Regions from separate parts of the Oryctolagus cuniculus genome. Here region 2 is linked to region 1. A link is a contact called in public Micro-C data. All regions are on one chromosome and are shown on one strand. The core of a region is the stretch at or near the end of the contact, and the rest is flanking DNA. Distances in the headings are between cores, read along the strand shown. Region 1 has its middle 67 kb from the start of TNP1. Region 2 holds the start of IGFBP5 (insulin like growth factor binding protein 5).

Region 1 (6,754 bases), core at 3,233-5,732:
GAGCTGCCAGGTGGTTCTGCTGCAAGCTAAACTTTGAAAGCCACCATTATATCAGGTTTAGAGCCAGGTTTGTTTCTGTGTGCTCTGGAATATTCAGAAAGGGCCTGGAAAGGACCAGACTCATTGCAGTCCCACCTGAGACTGAGTGTAGGCTGAAGCTACACGCCAAGATGTCTAACCTCTCTGCTGTGACACTGCTCCTGGGGGCTCCCCTCTGCCCACAGAATGCTCTTCTCATCCCCTGCACCCTCGTCATCTAGAACTCTACTCCGCTTGTGGTGCTTTGGGCCTGCATGGTGAACTGTCATGGATCTCTCCCTGATACCTTTAACCTTGAGATGCCTGTGCTGGGGGGATGTTGGGGTACAGCAGATTAAGCTGCCACTTGGGATGCCCACATCTTCTATGGGAGTAACCATCTGAGTTTTGGCTGTTTTGTGCTTCTGAACCAGTTCCCTGTTAATACAAATCTTAGGAAGAAGTAGATGATGGTTCGAGTATTTGGGCCCCTGCCACTCATGTGGGAGATCTGGATGGAGTTCTTGGCTCCTGACTTCAGCCTGGCCCATACCTGGGTGTTGTGGGCATTTGGTGAATGAACCAATGGATGGAAGATCTCTCCCTCTTCTCTCTCTTTCTTTTCTCCCTTCCTCCTCCCTCCCTCCTTCTCTGACACTCTGCCTTTCAAACAAAGAGTAAATAGATAAATCTTTGAAAAACAAAAAGATGCCTGTGTCAGTCAGAATCCTGGCAGGAAACAGACTTCACACTTACACAGAGAAATCAGAAGAGAATTCCACACAGGGAGTATTTACAAAGGTGTACACAGAATAAAGGGGACTTTGTGAGAATTAGTGCATAATCCAAGGGCTGGTAATAGCATCTCCACTCATAGGCCTGCAAAGGCAAGGGGAGAGAGAGAGAGTGAGAGAGAAAGGGAGAGAGAGAGAGAGGAAGGGAGAGAAAGAGAGAGAGAGAGAGAGAGAGAGAGAGAGAGAGAGAGAGAGAGAAAGGGAGAGAAATTTCTCAGACACAGAAAGGGTAGCTGCAATGGATGGTCAAGTTCTCCCTTCCAAAGATTGGCCCACATTGGAATCCCTGGAACCTGGGAATGTAATCTTATTTGGAACAAGGGTCTTTATTGGTCTCATTAAGGATCTTAAGGTGAAAAGATCATCTGGAGTGATCCAGGAGGGCCCTAAATTTGATGACAACTGTCCTGGTAAGAGGAAGCAGATGAGAGTTGAGGCAGACAGACAGAATAAGAGACACAGGGAACAATAGGAGGCAGTATGACCACAGAGGCAGGGACTGGAGAGATGAGGCCACAAGTGAAGGTGTGTGGAATGCCACTGGGAGCCATAAGAGGAAAAGAATGAACTCTCCCTGACAGCTTGCAGAGGAATCATGGCCCTACCGACACCTTGATTCCAGAGTTCTGGCCTCTCAGATCCATGAGCAGACAGATTTATGCTGTTTTAAAGCCACCTCTTTGCACTCATTTGTTACAGCAGCCACATAAAACTCATACAGAATCTCTATGGGCAGGACCAGGTGACAGGTGCTGTAACTGTCTGCAGAGAAACCCAGGAAACCTGGGACAGTGCATCAAGGAGGGTGCTGGGAAAATCAATTTGCAAACTTTACTTTGTCAGACTCTTTGATCTCCTGATGGAAGGTGGCTCCTATTGGCCAAATCAAATAACGTCAAAGACGATGGATGTGGCTCAGAGCAGGAGCAGGAATGGAAGTTCAAGGGGAAGCTATCCAGCATGCACTCTGTTGCAGAAAAAAGCACATCCGAACGGTAACAATCGAGCAGACCTGGAAGGACGAGGTACAAACATTTGCCTGAGACATCTGTGGCAAGAACTAGTGCTTCCCAAAGTCGAGTTGAAAAAAAATAATTTTATTTGGAGAAGCCAGTGGGAGAGGTGAAAACTCAGCACTGTTGAGCAGAGGGGGAAAGATGGTTTGATGATCTGGGGCTAGAGGAGTTGTACCTTGTATACGGCTTGGAAGATAAAGGTGATGGCGGGGTGGTGGGATAGGCGTGGAAAGGTGTGTGAGTGGTTTGTGCTGAAGACAGGCAGGGAAACTGGGTGGGGAGAGGGAGGAATTGGAGAACTGTTACATAACGTTATGTAGGACTTTGACAGTCTCGCAAACTTCTGGTATTGTAATTCAGTCAACGGTAAGGTCACCGCTGCCCCTTGTAGGGCCCTACCCATCCCTTCTACTAACAGGTAGGACAGCCTCATGAGATGTAGTCTTCAAGCATTCCCAGAGACAGGGCAAAGCATTGGGGTCAGCTTTGTGTCATTTGGATGAGAAGGGGCAGGGCTTAGAGGATGCATGTTAGACAGGATGATTTTGGGGCCACACACCTTGAATTCAGTCCTGGGGTCACTGCCTTAGATGTCAGTTGCTAGATGGAGCCTGGGGTTGGAGTTGGACTCAGAGCCATCACAGCTACGGCCCTCATGGTCCCAGGCAATACATTTTGTTTACTTTGCACCTCTCTTGGTAGAGTGGGAAGAGAGAATTTGGAGACCTTGGAGAGACTTTGCAAAGAACAGATAGTGGTAAATAACCCAAGGTGAATAAATACATAATCAACAATTCACCAGGTTACACAAATTTACCTCATTGAATGCATGAAAGAAAAAAGAGAAAGTGAAGGAGGTAGAAGATACAGAAACCATGCAAGTGTGGCTTCGTGAGGGAGTAAAGATATTAGCATTTATCTGTAGGACGCAAATGCTTGCTGCCCCTGCCTTGTCCGCTGACTTGTATGTCTTTTCTCTTTCCCAGGTTATGCAAGAGGAGGGGCCATGCCTCCATGGTTCGCTCACTATGACTCGTGAGGGTCTGCTCTATGTGGTGGCTCTATTCTCAGCACCTCTCTGACTACACTGTGAGACACAGCACCAACAGCACCAACCCAAGCCCAGTGCTCCCGGTGCAGTCACTTGCCAAATGCACCTGAGCCAGAGTGGTGCACTACTGATTGCTGGAGGGGCCCTTCAGACGGAGGAGTGATCCTTGTGTGTGGCAAGTTTTGCAGTGAGCAGAAGTGGTTCCCCAAGTGTATAGCGGACCAGGAGGTTCACGGCAGCATGCATATGAAATATGTGTGTGAGTGTGTGTGTGTGTGTGTGTGTAGTATGTGTGTGAGTGTGTGAGTATGTGTGTGAGTGTGACAGTACTTGTGAGTGTGTGTGAAACTGTGAGTGTGTGTGTCTGTAAGTATGTGAGCGTGTGAGTGAAAGTGTGTGAGTGTGTGTGTGGAGTATGTGTGTGAGTGTAAGTGTGAGAGTGTGTATATTTGTGAGTGAGAGTATGTGTGAGTGTGAGTGTAAGTGAAAGTGTATGAGTGTGTGTGTGACTGTAAGTATGTGAAAGTGTGAATGTAAGTTGTGTGTGTGTAGTATGTGGAAGAGTTTGAGTGTGTGTGTATGTGACTGTATGTGAGAGTGTGAGTGTAAGTGTGTGAGTGTAAGAGTATGTGAGTGTGTGTATGTGTGTGAGTGTGAGAGTATGTGTGAGTGTGTGTATGTGTGTGTATGACTGTAAGTATGTGAGAGTATGAGTGTGTGTGTATGACTAAGTATGTGAGAGTGTGAGTGTAAGTGTGTGAGAGTGTGTGTGAGTGTGAGAGTATGTGAGTGTGAGTGTGTGCAAAAGTGTGTGTGACTGTTGATATGTGAGAGTATTAGTGAAAGTGTGTGTATGTGGAGTATGTGAGTATGAGTGTGTGTATGTGTGTGAGTATGAGTATGAGTGAGTGTGAGTGTAAGTGAAAGTGTGTGTGTACGTGTGTGTGACTGTAAGTATGTGAAAGTGTGAATATAAGTGTGTGTGTGTGTTACCTGTGTGTCTACCTGCAATATTGTTTCAAAGCAGTTGGAGATACTTCCAGGCAGGAGGTGGGGTCCTGGCTTGGCCATGAGGGAATGTACACATGGGTGAGTGACAGCAGATTCAGCGCCTCTGGGGGCCTGTCACCTGCAGGACTCATTTATAGAGGAGGCCAGGTGCTTGGAGTGTCCCCAACGCAGTACAGAGTGCACTGTCATGAGTTTGAAAAAGTATTCCTGCGAGAGATATAAATAAAGACTCTAAGCCTGAAGCCAGGGATTTAGAAAGCCATCGTTAAACACAGGATAATTTATAGTCGCTGCTGTCCCTTCCCGTGGATGACTCAGCTCTCCTAGCCCAAGTAGGCCAGCCTGCTCCAGTAACTTTGGGTTTGGCAGAAGGGTGGGGTTGAAGCCGGCCTCTGAGAGCTCAGTGATCTAACCACTCAGCTACCAGACTTGCTCCTGCTGCACTCCCATCCTGTGTTTCCTCTGAGCAAACTCCAGTCATGGCACAGAGGAACAGATCCTGAAAGCCAAGAACCTGCGGACCCAGGTATACCCAGGGCTCTGACTGTTGGAAGCCGCTTTAACTGGTTTCCATACACTGTTGGGCTCATGATAGATTCTGCTACCCACAGAAGGGCAGTGCAGGCCCCACGTGGCTCAGACATCCTGCCCACCACTCCCCAGCCCATTTCCAGCCATTGTACCTTGCGCTTGGGAGGCAGCAAGCTCAGGACTAAGACTTCCTCTCAAGCCAGAGAGTTTTACTTAGTATCAAAGACTCTTGAATCCACCAGGAAGAACAGAAGTGAGAGTACTTTTTCCCCTTTTATTTAAAAAAAATCACCCAAGTCAAGTGACCAAAAATGGCTGAGAAGAGGGGGAGATAGTGAATTGCTTAAACTCTGTGGTATATTTATGGCAGGAGGCAGTCAGCAGGAACTGGGCTAGATATTTTTTTTTAATTCTCTCTCCAGCTCCCCACCCCCACATGCCTGTCTTCTTACGTTATATTTTTAGCAGGCTCTTTGGCCAACCATGTCTAAAGAGACAGATACAAGTACAGAGCGTGCATATCAAAACCAAAGGATGCTTCTTTTTCCCTTCAAAACCTTCCAGGAGTGTGGAAAGGACTGGAAGTTCTTGAAGGTCTTTTTTGCCACCTGCCTCACCCCAACTTGGATCTCAGGAGCATTTTTATGCCAAGGCTCATCTGCCTGACTCTCCAAGTGCAGGAAAAACAATCATCATTCAGGGCTATTTTAAAAATAGTTAAGCTGTTTGATTAAATTGCTAACAGCCCTGAATCAATTTTTCTCTGTTTTGGCAGAAGAATTTGTACAACTGACCTAATTTTAACATACAGCCCAGCAGAGAATAAGTATGCGGGAATTATTGACTAGATGAGCATTTTCTTAAATCCATCATGAAGTATCCTCATTCAACATGCAGTTAGTAAGCTGGTGTGTGTGTGTGTGTGTGTGTGTGTGTGTGTGTTCTGCAACAACATTCTATTTCCTGTGACCCATATTCTGGGCACACATAGTTATCAACTGATGCTCTGAATGATCCCTGGAAAGTAAGTTTCAAATCAATCAAGTTAAAGCACACACATACCCCACACTCCAAACTGACTTTGTAAATGATGGAGAGTATCTTGGTAGCAACACAACTGAAGCCACAGCGTTTAGGCCTGGTCTTGTCTGACCTTGCTGAAAGTGCATGGTGCCTACTCTAGACCTTGACGCTCAGTCTTCTGAAGTTTTCCTCTGTTCTTTGACCTTACTGTTGGAGGTGGTCTCCTCTCTCACCAATTCCTAAAGGCCCTCTGCTCCCTTGATCACCTCTGTCTTTGAATTCTCAAAATAAGAAAGGTTGCAGTTCATTTATTGGATCGACCAATGCAGGTAGGTAGAGACCCCTGTATTTGATAGAAAGGAAATAGGCTAGCAGGGAGAGGGAAAAGGCTCCCAGGCTTATACAAACAGTGAACAGTCACAGCTTAGTGACCTATCTGATCCACACTTGTCTTATAATTATTAAGTAAGGACTGAAGATAAAATTCCACAAGCCTGCCAATGAGGAACCTTGATGTGGCATTGAGGCTGAGTTGAGCCTTTGGGTAGCTAGTCACTCTGGATTGATACTCTTTGGTTCAGCTTCCAGTAATTTACTGCACTTGGGTTATGTATACTGTATTAGGAGTTGACAGACCTGGCTGGACCTCCCAGATGTGATTTGGTTTCTGAAATTCTCAGCCACCAGGCAGAAGAATCCCAGCCGGCCACCCTTTGTTCTGAAGGATATCGGGAGGCTCTTTGGGAAGAAGTCTAGCCTTGGAATTCTGATTTCTCTTCCAGTGTGAGATAGGGCCCTTTTGTTGGGCTGCAAAGTCAACTCTGAAGGCCCCCAATGGACATGTTCACCATGATCATCCACACTTCTTGGCTGACCACTCAAAGAGCAGGTTACTGTTTGGGGTGCAGCATGGTGTTATTGAGTCAAAAATGTAAGACTTCAGTCTCATCATTTAGGGCAGGAAAGTAGACCAATACACATGACTACCCTGTTGCTCAAACAAAAGGGACCATGTGTCTGTATAAAGATGGCAAGAATGGCTTTGGGCCCAAGGAAGCACAATTCTGCCCTGAAAGTTTATAAGGTGGACTGTTCCCGTGTATTGCAGCCCAGGCTGAGGACATGGAGACTCATGCACACAACTACCCTTGGGAAGAGAGGTCTGTAGTCTCTGAAGGAAATTCAGACAATTGGAGAAAAGAGGAGGAAGGAAAGCACAGAGAGGGAGCAAACTACTTTGCGAATCCCTCCTGCACACCCCTGACCGGCTCTGCACTCCTCCGTGTCAGAAGCGCTGGCAGCCTGGGCAC
Region 2 (5,831 bases), core at 892-3,391, 100 kb before region 1:
TGCCTCGGAGCCTGACGCTCACCTTTCATCCAAGGTAACCTCTGAGCTGGGGAGGGGAAGGAACTGGATCCAGACACAAATACCCCGAACACAACACCAAACCCTTCTGCACGCCCCTCCCTCCAGCCGCAACCCCACCCCAGTGCTCCTAAAACATTCTTTCCCTTGCTGGAAGGAAAAAAAAAATGCATTTTGCAATGTAATATATTTTACCATTTACCACGATCAATCATACCAAGTCAAAAGCAGTGGGTGTGCAAGTGGGAGGGGCACGAGGGCCCCCCCCCAAGACCTTGCTGACCAGTGAAGTGGTGTGCGTGTCTGTGTGCGCGCGTGTCTGTGTGCGTGTCTCTGTGTGTGCGTGCCTGTGCGCGCGCGCGCGCGCGCGCGTCTGCGTATGTAAAGGTTGTCCAGCGGCGCTGGAGTAGGGGACGAGGGGCGGGGTGGGGAGGCGGGAGAGGAGCTGGGAGGCACAAAGGTGGAATTAGCTCAGAAGATGGGAAGCGCCTCTCCAGGTCCGAATTTAAACAGTATTTTCACAAGAGATCCCCCCCACCCCAATTCAGGGTAAAAAAAAAAAAAAAAAAAAAAAAAAAAAAAAAAAAAAAAAAAAAAAACGTGGAAGGGGAGTGTGTGGGGAGGGAGTCGATAATGTAACAGGCATCCTTTCCGACTGCAGATTGGGGTTTAGACTTTGAGATCAGAGCTAGTGGTCGGAAGTGGGGGTGGGGGCAGGGGTCGCGTGGGACCCCAGCAAGTGGCAAGAGAAGGAGCGAAATCTGGGAGCTGCTCACTGGACAGCAGCTTAGGGCGGCAGTACTGGCCAAGGTTCCAATCCCCAGGTACAGTGACCCTCCTCGGCTCCTCCCGGACTGCACCCCAGCCCGAGGCCACTTGCTGCGCGAAGCGTGCGGGCCCAGCGCGTCCCGAGTCCCCCGCCCTGCGCCGCGCAGCTGACTGGCACCCCGAGCGCGCTCACCGATCTTGACTTGCTCGCGGTAGCTCTTTTCGTTGAGGCAAACCCCGCGGCCGTGCAGCAGGGCGTGCAGCGGCTTCTCCTCGTCTTGCCGCGGGAGGCAGCGCAGTCCCTGTGCGCAGCGCTCAGTGTAGACGCCGCAAGACTGCCCCTCGGCCAGGGCGCAAGTCATGCAGCAGCCGCAGCCCGGCTCCTTCACCAGCTCGCAGCCCAGGGGGCTCGGGGGGCACATGGACAGGGCTTTCTCGTCGCAGGGCTCGCAGTGCACGAAGGAGCCCAGGCCCTGGGCCGGCCCAGCGCAGGCGGCCAGGAGCAAGAGGACCGCGGTGAGCACCATCTTCGAGTCTCTCGCTTTCCCTCGGGGCGGGGCAGGAGAGCGAGAGTGCAGGGAGTTAAGGGGGCCAAGAGGGAGCCCGGAGATTTTTTCTTTTAAGTCTGGCAGGTAGAGCAGGTGCCTTCTCCAGACACTTGCAAAATGTAGCGGGGGGTGGAGGGTTGAGGCGGCTGCAAGCGAGTCCCGGTTGCAGGGATTAAAGGCGTGCAACAGGTTTGGAGGGTGGGAGGGGGAGAGCCTCGCCAGGTGCACTCAGGGTGGGCGGAGGGTGGAAAAAGCCCGGAGCCCGAGCGGGTCAGAGCTGTAGGGGAGGTGGGCGGGAGCCACAAAATCGCTAACCCCAAAGCAACCTCCGAAATAATGAGTTCGAAGGCTGTGCAGAAGGGGTTATTCGGGGGGGGGGGTGAGGAGGAGAAAAATGGATTGGTCTTAAAAATTTTTTTTTTGCTTAAAATTTAAAATACACCCCCAGTCCTTTCTAACCTCCAGCTGCGGCGGCGCGCGGCTGCAGCGGAACAGGTAAGAGGAGCTGGCGGCAGCCGAGAGGGTGGGAGAAAATCAAGAAACTAGGCAAAGAAGCAAAAAAAAAAAAAAGAAAAAGAAAAAGAAAAGAAAAATAAATCTAAACCCTAGCACCTCTTTTCTCCCACTCTGTCACCACCTCTTCGAAATTCGCAGGTTCTGCGTGCAGTAGGAGAAGGGTGCAAACGGAGGAGGGCTAATTAAAAGGAGGAAAAAAAAGGGAAGAAAAAGGAAAAAAAAAAAAAAAGGAAAAAGCCCACACCGCTTCGTAGCTCTTTCCTGGCAGAAGTTTCCAAAGAGACTACGGGCTCTGGTGGAGCCGGCGCTTTTAAATAGCCGGCCCCTGGCTGGCAGCCAGTTTGTAGCTGCAATTTGAGCTCCCAACACCCAACCCGGGAGAGGATGCCAAGGAGCTTTGCAGCGCAAACTCACACGGGGTGGGGGTGGGGAGAGGCCTTCGAGACACGCGGGGGCTCCCCTCCGCTCCCTGGACAGCGGCCCCCTCCCCCCGGAATGTAAGAGAGGGGCTTGGGGGGACTGGCTGGGGCTGCAGAGGGCGTGGAGGAGGTGGAGGGGCCAGTGGAAGCCGCAGTTCTTCGGCGGAGCAGGGCGAACACAATGAGAGTGACTCGGTCCCCTCCCTCTTGTCCCCTTAACCGGCCTGGGCGCAGGCTGGAGGCAGAAGCCCTTTTCTTATGAACCCACTGGATGTATACGGTGCCCAATAAATGCTTCCCAAGCTCTGTACAAGGACTTTATGCTGGTGCCTGAGTTACCATGAAAGGTGTGTGTGTGTGTGTGTGTGTGTGTGTGTGTGTTTGGGGACGGGTAGTGTAGGCTGGCCAGGCATGGATGGTGAGCTGAGCTAAAGAGAGGCAAAAAAGAAGAAAAACTGGATTTTCCTCCACCAGAGTCTGAAGAAGGGGATTTGGTGCAGGGGCATTTGTGTGGCTGGGGGCTAGGGCTGGACTGTCTTTAGTCAGAGGCAAGAAGTAGCCACCTGCCTTCAGCCGCAGGGCTGGCCCTGGAAGCTGGGGGAATGTGTGTGTGTGTGGGGGGGTGAGTGTTGCACAGTCTTGTAGGAAGGGACATTCTCACAACAGCATTGTCGGGAGCCCTGAGTGGCAGAACTGACACTTGCTGGAAGAAACCCTGTGACAACTGAAGAACTTGCTGTGTGTTTGTGTGTGGGTTTTCAGAGGGAAGGGGAGCCAGCAGGTGTGGCCCTGGTCCTCTATTTCTCCTGGGCAGCCATGTGACAGAGCAGGACACCTTCTTATAAGAGTGAGGGGTGCCGGCAGGCACATTCCAGAGAGGGGGTTCCTACCAGAGCCCTCACCATGACGTTTAAAACCTCAGTCTATTCTAACACTCTGGGACCGCTGTTTCCTTAGTAAAATGAAAGAAAGCTGGAGTCTTGAAAGAAGGCAGGTGTTCTGTTTAGCTTTTCCTAAAGTCTCTGTGGGTGGGTTATGGGGTTCACAGGCAGGCCAGGGAGAGAGGACCAAGGTCACCATCCCTTTGGGGGAGACCTCGGGGCGAGGCTCTTTACACAGCCCTGGCTCCCTTGAGATGGGCTCTAACTTTGCTTTGGAGAAGGGGCTGTTGCATTTCACAAAGTTTGCCACTAGACTGCACCCTTATCTATGATAAGAATTCTTCCTGGCCGGCTGCCTTGAAGAAAATATTTCTCTTGCTAGTTCGGTTCAGGAGAATCTCGCCTGGTGCTGTTAACACCCCCCAGATCCCGATCTTTTTCTCACTTATCTATTTGCCAAAAGGCACATTTTAAAACAAGCCTGAAGTTTAAAGTGGTGCTTCAGCTCCTGTTGCCAAAGGGGTTTTAGGTGTTGGCTGGGAGAGGGAGACTTCCCGAGTAACGATTTAAAGAAAAAAAAAAGTCACACAAGTCTCCTTGCGACTCAAATGGATACCTGAAAGCTTGGTGAGAAGTGAGGGAGATCAGGGGTCATTTTTTTCTTTTGTGTCAAGTTCAGACTGGCAGAGTGGTGTGTAATGGGGGTTCCAGTTCCTGCTCCTCTTTCTGAACCTCCTTGGTTCAGTCTACTCCAGGTGCACCTGCAGAAGCCAGCTTGGATGGGGAAAGGGTGGTGCTCCTTCTCAAGGAACGTGAGTGGCCTATTTCCAGGCCCTTTGTATTCCAAGAGAGGTGGCCTTCTTCCTGAGGCTCGGATAAAAGAAGAGGGGATGGATGAGGAAAGGAGAAGGAAGGTGCAGAGTGTGGTAGGAGGTGGGTGGGGCCTCCCGCAGAGGTTCCTCTGCTACTGTGTCCTTGCTAGGCAGGCACTCTTTGTCCCAACTTTGAAAGGGACTTATGTGAGGAGGGATTCAGGAATTGGGGCTGCTGGGGTAGGCTCTGGGAGAGGGGCTGAGAGAAGCTTTCTCAGTCACCTGAGATTGTCTAAAGTGGCTTGGTCCAAAGACGGGGAATTGGCTAGATGAGCTTTGCTTCTCATAATCAGAGCATGACAGTGGAAGGGGAGTGTGTTGGTTCTGTTACCACAGTGTAGGGGGAAGTGGGGATGTCCATGATCCTTTCCTGATTCTGTTTATGCTCCCCTTCCATTCTGTTCACAGCCCTCTTTAGAAGATTGCTTTGGAAAACAGCATAGTTTTTCTTCCATGAGTTTGGCTGGGAGGGGCTCATTTATTCCTGGCAGATGCTAATGTCAGAGGCCAGGTACCCTGCCCCAGGACTTCCTTTGCTGTGGACTTGCTTTTGCAGCTGTGAGCTTTCCAACTCTGGCAAAGAGCAGCTTTGACTCCATTCAACTAAGTCTTACTTGGAGAAGTAGGAATCGAGTGTCACCCATTTATGTCTCACTTGCTCAGGGATCACTCTTTTTTTTTTTCTTTAAAAATGAACTGTGTATCAAAACCAAGGTTTAAGAAATGCAACCAAGTGAAAGATCTGTGCAGCCTTTCATAGGTGAGATAGCATTTACAGCTGAAGAGTCCTTGCCTGGGGTCCCTTTCTGTGAGTTCCTAAGTGATTTGCAAGGCAAGGACTATACCAGATAGCATAGTTTGAGGAAGCCAGACTTGAATATGACATAAAGTATTATGGAGCCTTCTGACTAGAGGGGAGAATTGTTGGCTAAGGGTCTTATCTTTATCCTCAGCTCTGCATTGCGCTCATCCTTCTCTCAAACGTGCTTATTTATGCTTTTTATTGCATCCTCAGGACCTCGACTTCAGGTTCTTCCCTGGAGCCAGCACAGATGAGGCGTACTCATGCTGTTCCCTCATCCTGGCCCCAAACTAAGCAACAATGATCTTCCAGAAGCAAAGCCCCCAGTTGTTTAGGTCCCTCCGTACGTGAGGGATGTCTGGGGACACTATGGTCTCTGCAGGAGAGGGACACACAACTACAGGGCTGTTGCAGTGACTGTGCCGAAGGCTAGGTGGCAGAATAGATACATCATTAAAAAGGCTGTCTTCCACAGAGGAAGCCGCAGAACGTGGTAGCCCTGTTCAACAATGGGATCTGGGCGTGGGAGGAGGGACAGATTCTGTGTCACGTATGTGCTGCCCCAGTCTCGGCACCACAGCTGCTTGTGCCTAAACAATGCTCATCCAGCCAGAGGTGCCAGCTCCTCCAAGTCCTACCAGCAGCTACCTTCATGCCTGCTCCCTCTCCTCTGAGAAGAAGGCTGGGTCAGAACTTTGTGACTTTAAGTCTATCAGAATTTCCCTGCTTAAACATTTGACAATGTTAATTATGGTGTATTTCTTTTTTTGTTGTTGTTGTTTTGTTTTTGACAGGCAGTGGACAGTGAGAGAGAGAGACAGAGAGAAAGGTCTTCCTTTTCTGTTGGTTCACCCCACAATGGCCGCTGCGGCCAGCACACCACACTGATCCGAAGCCTTGAGCCAGATGCTTCTCCTGGTCTCCCATGTGGGTGCAGGGTCCAAGGACCTGGGCCATTTCAAACAAAAAGCAGAAGATGACATAACAAGTTATCTTCCACTCACCAG

Evidence for each region. Hi-C and Micro-C count contacts between places; a contact is called where the count stands out from the background.
Region 2: a Micro-C map of ear pinna shows a contact between it and region 1, with 2.7 times the contacts expected there. The contact joins the promoter of IGFBP5 here to the enhancer-like site in region 1. A contact is called at or near these places in 2 of 6 Hi-C or Micro-C datasets (ear pinna and an unstated tissue).

What each region holds. Positions count from the first base shown.
Region 1 is chr3:22,497,594-22,504,347 of mOryCun1.1, reverse strand. No RefSeq gene overlaps it. Among named protein-coding and RNA genes, the nearest start is that of TNP1, 67 kb to the right of the region's middle. Within about 2 kb of position 4,482, at least 4 of the 8 cell types and tissues checked have an H3K27ac peak or open chromatin away from gene starts, as enhancers often do. A contact at or near this core is called in ear pinna, where this site is marked.
Region 2 is chr3:22,597,980-22,603,810 of mOryCun1.1, reverse strand. It overlaps IGFBP5 (insulin like growth factor binding protein 5), which reads right to left and starts at 2,141. Exons shown (of 4, transcript XM_002712468.4): 1 at 980-2,141. The coding sequence starts at 1,313.